Regions from separate parts of the Pan troglodytes genome. Here region 2 is linked to region 1. The links are chromatin contacts, called in public HiChIP or PLAC-seq maps. All regions are on one chromosome and are shown on one strand. Each heading gives the region's core, a stretch centred on a gene start, on an enhancer-like site or on the middle of the called end of the contact. The rest is flanking DNA. Distances are from core to core; before and after follow the strand shown.

Evidence for each region. HiChIP or PLAC-seq counts read pairs in DNA pulled down with a chosen protein or histone mark.
Region 2: a contact with region 1 is called in an H3K4me3 HiChIP or PLAC-seq map of stem cell-derived excitatory neurons, with 3 times the contacts expected there. The contact joins the promoter of MRPS25 here to the promoter of NR2C2 in region 1. A contact is called at or near these places in 1 of 7 Hi-C or Micro-C datasets (stem cell-derived neural progenitor cells) and 1 of 1 datasets of contacts at active chromatin or transcription factors (stem cell-derived excitatory neurons).

Annotation. Positions count from the first base shown.
Region 1 is chr2:18,946,515-18,949,342 of NHGRI_mPanTro3-v2.0_pri, reverse strand. It overlaps NR2C2 (nuclear receptor subfamily 2 group C member 2), which reads right to left and starts at 1,289. Exons shown (of 16, transcript XR_008547215.2): 1 at 1,157-1,289. LOC100613308 (myosin heavy chain IB-like) reads left to right here and starts at 1,057. Exons shown (of 2, transcript XM_063805454.1): 1 at 1,057-1,976. The coding sequence starts at 1,089. The coding sequence ends at 1,463.
Region 2 is chr2:19,067,093-19,069,944 of NHGRI_mPanTro3-v2.0_pri, reverse strand. MRPS25 (mitochondrial ribosomal protein S25) reads left to right here and starts at 1,253. Exons shown (of 4, transcript NM_001251923.2): 1 at 1,253-1,529. The coding sequence starts at 1,396.

The DNA of each region.
Region 1 (2,828 bases), core at 40-2,539:
GAATCACTCCCGAATTGTGCTCTCTCAAACCCCAAATACCCTTAACGCTTGCCTCTCCTGGTGGCTGTAATCCCATTTTTAACAATAACACCATTTTCAAGTGACTCTGAAGCTCGCAAAGTAGCGTTGACTCCATTTTCTGAGTAGAGCCCCACAAACAATGCTCAGAAGGGAGGTCCGGCCTGGCAAGAATGCGCATGCCCCCCATTTACAGTCGATAAAATTGAGCCTCATTAGGGGATTCGCCAAGGCCGCTGCGAAATAACGAGCAGGAGCCCTGAAAAGGGTCCTGGTTCCGAAAACCTCTTCCCACGAGAGCGCATCGTGGACTCGAAATGCTTCATCACCTTTATTACTATTGTTCCTCAGTACTCATTCGAGACGCGTTCCCGGCGGAGGGAAGCAGCCCACCTGCTGACCCAAGACCAGGCGCCGGCCTCTCCACCCGGCCGCGCCCCTCGCGCCCCGCCCCCGCCGACCCAGCCCCACTCTTCGCCCCGGCCTCTACTCCCGCCCCGCCAGGGCTCCCGCGCCCCATAAGGACCACCCTCTTCCGCCTCAGCCAATCAGCAAAGCTTAGGGGGGCGGTGCCATAGGCCCCGGCCCTCCTATCTGGGCGCCAATTAGCCAGCCCATCCGTCGCTCACGAGGTCGCGCCTCGCACCCGCCTTCCTCCTTTTCTTTTACCCTCCCCTTCAGAAAAAACGGCGGTTGGGCTGCGACGGCCGCCAAAGGCGGACTAGAAGCGGAGGGGTGAAAATCCCGGGAGAGAAGGAAGAAGGGACTGCAGGCGGGAGGAGGAGGAGGAGAAGGAGGAAGGGAGCCCGCCCAGCCGGAGCCATCTCCGTCGAGAACAAAATGGCGGCGCTGGCGGAGGGCCAACTATGAGGCGGGGCCGCGGCCATTCCCCCTCCGCCCCCACCCTTGCGCCGGCCGGGCCGGTCAGGGGGAACCCGCTCGCTTCGCCCGGCCGCGGGCGGGGAGGGGAGGGGAGCGGCCCGGCCCACTATGCAAAGCGCCGGGCGCCGCCGCCGCCACCCCGTGGCAAAGGTAAAAGGGTCGGGTTCAGCTGCCGCCGCGGCGCCTCCATGTCCGCGCGCCAGGCCCGCCCCCTCCGCCGCCGGCCCGAGCCCGCCCGACCCTCTTTCAATTTTACCTCAGGATTTGGCGCCAAAGCGGCCTCGAAGCGGGTCCCGTGTCTGCGGCGGGCGGCCCCCGGCGCGGAGGGCAGGGCGCGGGGAGCCCGGGCTCCCGGTGTCGGCGGATGGCGGGAGCCCGGGGGCCGCGGGCTCGCGGGGCAGCGGGCGAGAGACGAGACGCCGAGGTGGGAGCGGGGTGGCAGGGACGGGCCCGGGGGCGCCGCCGGGGTCGCGGAGAAGGGGGGGTTTGTTATTGTTTTTGTCAGTGAAAGGTCAGAGTTCGTGACCCCGGTGCCGCCGCCGCCGCCGCCCGCGCGCTGGTAGGAGGAGGGCGAATGTTCTTCTTCCTCTTCCCAGCGCCAGCCTCGCCGCCGCCGCGGGGGGCGGGCGAGAACGCGATTGGCTGAGGCGCGCGCGCGCACCGGAACGCCGCAGCCGGCGCTCGGTCCATCCGGCCCGTGGGCTGTGGGGCCCCGGGCGGCGGTGGCTACGTAGCTGCCGCCGGCCTTGGCCGCGGCCGGGCGGGCGGATATGTGGCTTAAATGGCGCAGGCGTCGGGGCTTAGAGGCTGAAGGGCTGGTCGTCCTAAAAACTCGTGGACGTCGCGCACGGTTACCCGGACGCAGGCCCGCCCCTCCGAGGAACCGCGAGCTCCTCGCAGCTGGGTGGGGACCGTCCTCGCAGTGGCGGCCTCCACCCTGCCTTCTCGCTTAGCCAAGGCTTCTGGAAGGCTCGCAAAGTGTCTGTTGTTGGAAGAAGCCGGGCCCTGACTGGCGCGACGGATTCGCCCAGCCGCTCAGCAGAGCGTCTGTAGGTCGGAAGTGGGGGTTATATTGGGTGGGTATTGAGCTCTTCGGCCCTTCCTCGGTACTGATAGTTTTTAATTTAGGTTTTAAAGGTCTAAAGATGCGCCCGTTCTGGCCATCTCAGGTGAAATGTTGAAACGCCCCCAGAACCTATAATTTTTGGTTTCTTAGTAAACATACGATCCAGATCTTGTGTAATTCCATGCCCCTCCTTCTCGAGATTTGGAAGTAGTACATGGTAATAGGGATGTGTAAAGCAGCTTTTAGCAGCATTGCTTAAATTTATTTGAAGAAAATGGCCTGTCTTGATCTTAAACTCTTGGGCTGTAGGTTTTCCTTACATATTTTTCTGTTTTATGTCGTGGTTTTGACTTGCCTGGGAAGGTGCAGGCGCTTATTTATCCTAAATGCCCTGAAGTGTTTAGGCTACAGGCTGTAGATCTTATACTGATTTTTTTTCTTCAGTTTTCTTGCTTATTAAGAATAAATATTGACTCCAGAATGGATGGGTTAACTTTTTTCCCCACACAGTATCCATTTGGGTTTTTATCAGGATGACTCCAACTTTTAGTATTTTTTTTTCCATAATCTTACAATATTTCTATTTGGTAAAAAATGTTTTAAACACACCTATTTCCCCTTCCTCCTTTTTCTGACGTTGCAAAATTGGGAAAAGAGCTTTTTTCATGGTAAAGCACAGCTCTTGAAATTGGAAGAGGCCTTAAGGGAATGTGGTCAAATTTTTTTCTTGCAGAAAGATTTTCCGATTTTAGGGGTGAAGTGGGTGAGAACTAGAAAGGTCAAGTGATGTGCCTGAGATGCAAAAGCAATTGCTTTTTTGCATTTTTGAAATTTGCTGTTTGATATTGGAATACATTCTTAA
Region 2 (2,852 bases), core at 4-2,503, 120 kb before region 1:
AATTGTGAAAGAAGCTAAAGGAAAAAGCCATCATACCTATAAATGTAATTGCATTTAATTACTTGTTAGAAACCATGCAAGCAAAAAAAGAGTGGAGGGAAGTATTTAAATTGTTGAAAGAAAAACACCAGGGCCAGGCGCAGTGGCTCACGCCTGTAATCCCAGCACTTTGGGAAGCTGAGACGGGCGGATCATCTGAGGTCAGGAGTTTGATACCAGCCTGACCAACATGGAGAATTCCCCGTCTCTACTGACAATACAAAATTAGCTGGGTGTAGTGGCGCATGCCTGTAAGTCCGGCTACTCGGGAGGCTGAGGCAGGAGAATCACTTGAACCTGGGAGGCGGAGGTTGCGGTGAGCCAAGATAGCACCATTGCACTCCAGAAGGGAGGGAGGGAAAGGAAAAACACTAACCTAGAATTCTAAATCTGGCAAAATCACTCTTCAAAAGAGAAGCAGAAATAACTTTCAGATCAAGAGTACTTCAGAAATGTATCTTTTTTTTTTTTTTTTTTTTTTTTGAGACGGAGTCTTGCTCTGTCGCCCAGGCTGGAGTGCAGTGGCGCGATCTCGGCTCACTGCAACTTCCCGGGTTCAAGCGATCCTCCCACCTCAGTCTTCTGAGCAGCTGGGACCACAGGTGCTGCCACCACACCAGGCTAATTTTTGTATTTTCAGTAGAGACGGGGTTTCGCCATGTTGGGCAGGCTGGTCTCGAATTCCTGACCTCAAGCGATCCTTCCGCCTCGGCTTCCCCAAAGGCTGGGTTTACAGGCGGGAGCCACCGCGCCTGGCCCTAGAAATACATCTCACCCATAGTTTGTTTACGAAAAAATTGAGGTCCTGAGTTAAGTGGCTGAATTTAGGAAGGAATTGATCCCAAACCATCTTTTTTTCTTTTGCTAAGAAGTTTAAGTCAATGTCAGAAAGTGCAGTTTGAACTCTTCATGATAAAACTGGAGATGTTCGGGGAGAAAAATGGACAATAGGTTCAATAGGACGTTATCAGCTGACTTGGTATCCAAACTGAGCTTTCCTGATTATTTCTTATTGCAATGTCTGACTTTTAGCCTATGTAAAAATATTTTCCCGTGGGTGGATGGGGAAATGACTAATTTACAGGACGCGACAACCTAAACCTTCCAAGGGGAAGGCGTCCTAAAGCGAAGATGCACACACCGGTTCTCGCCGCGCCGGGTCGAAGGCCGCCTACAAGTCCCAGAGTGCTCCGCGGCGTGCGCTGCCCGCCGGGAAGCGTCTCCTGTGCGTCTGCGCGGGAAGTGGAACCTGGCTCTGGGGAGAAGCCGCGTGAGATCCGCGCGGGTGCTAGCTAGTCCTTTCTCGTCGCTGCTCGGCTCGCGGCCCGTGGGGTCGGCCCCGCCGCCGTTGCCGCCATGCCCATGAAGGGCCGCTTCCCCATCCGCCGCACCCTGCAATATCTGAGCCAGGGGAACGTGGTGTTCAAGGACTCCGTGAAGGTCATGACAGTGAATTACAACACGCACGGGGAGCTGGGCGAGGGCGCCAGGTCAGTCGCAGCCCCGGCGGCCTGGCGAGCCGTAACCTGCTAGTCGTGCCAGCCTGCTGGTAACGTGAGGTCCCGAGTCGCTCTGGGCGGCCGTTCAGCCCCGGGGCGGGCGCCCCAGGTCGGCGCTGTTACCCCCATTTTACAGAGGTCCAGACTGAGGCGGACGGCGGGGCCCCCGCCGGGCCGGCTGCAGTCGTGACGAGGTTTGGGGGGCGGAGGACAAGAACCCCACTCCTGGATCTCCTTCCTCCGGCGCGGTGGGTGAGGCTGACCCGAGGGAGGCCACCAGTTCCCTTTGCCCCTCTGGCCAGCAAGGCAAGCGCTGGGGAGGGGCAGCCGCAGATCCTTTCGGGGTGACGGGGGTGACACCCCAGGACGAATCTGAGGATAAAATGAGAGAAATAACAGCGGCGAACACTGATCATGTCTCGCACAGTTCTGAATGCTTCTCGCGCTTTCTCTCTTCTGATGCCTAGAGAAACCCCAGCTTATCCCCACTCTAAGGCTGGGGAAGCGCACAGAGAGGTTAAGTAACTTGCGGCTCCACGAGACAGCATGCCAGCCAGTGAGCGGTGAGCCGGTACAGTGTGGCCGGGAGTAAGTGAAAACGCTTCCTTCAGGACTCAAGGTTTGGAAGGAAGTGATTAATTATGTCAGCTGTGCAGCGGCAGACCCCACCCCGACTAGAAGGAACTGTAGGGAACGCCTAGGAATTCTTTCAGCTTGGAGCAGAGTAGGGACTCATTGAATGGCAGTTGGCAAGTGAAAGGTTTGGATTGACCCTGAGGCAGCCCTAAGCAGTGCCTTAGGCTCTGCAGGTATGAAGTCTACATTTATTGAGTACACTCTGAGTGCTAGGCTGTGTGCTGTGTGCTGGGAGTTCAGCAGTAATGGAGGAGGCAGCCTTAGCCCGCAGAAACTTTGGGACTTGGGTGTATGTTGGATCAAAATGAGGCGTGGGGGCGGGGAGCAACTTCTTGTGGGGCATGGTCCCCTTGGTGACGGACCTTCACTGCATGGCCCTTCAAGAGATCCGGAAGCCATTTCCTAGCCATTTGCTCTGCGCAGGTGAATCTGATAACTTGGACCTGCTTGCCTGGAATCAGCTGGCTTGATGGCTTCCTGGAAGACTTGGTCTTGGTCTTAGGGTGTATGGGCACCCAGATACTCCTTCATAACCTACTGCACAACTGTGCACACCTTTGTCCCCGGGCAACTGCCAGGCAGATAATGGGAAGGGGTGGGGGTCTCGGTGCGGCCCGCAGCGAGCTGGAGAGCACATGCCCTATCCAGAGGGCCCTTCACTGTTTGGCATTGTGGGCT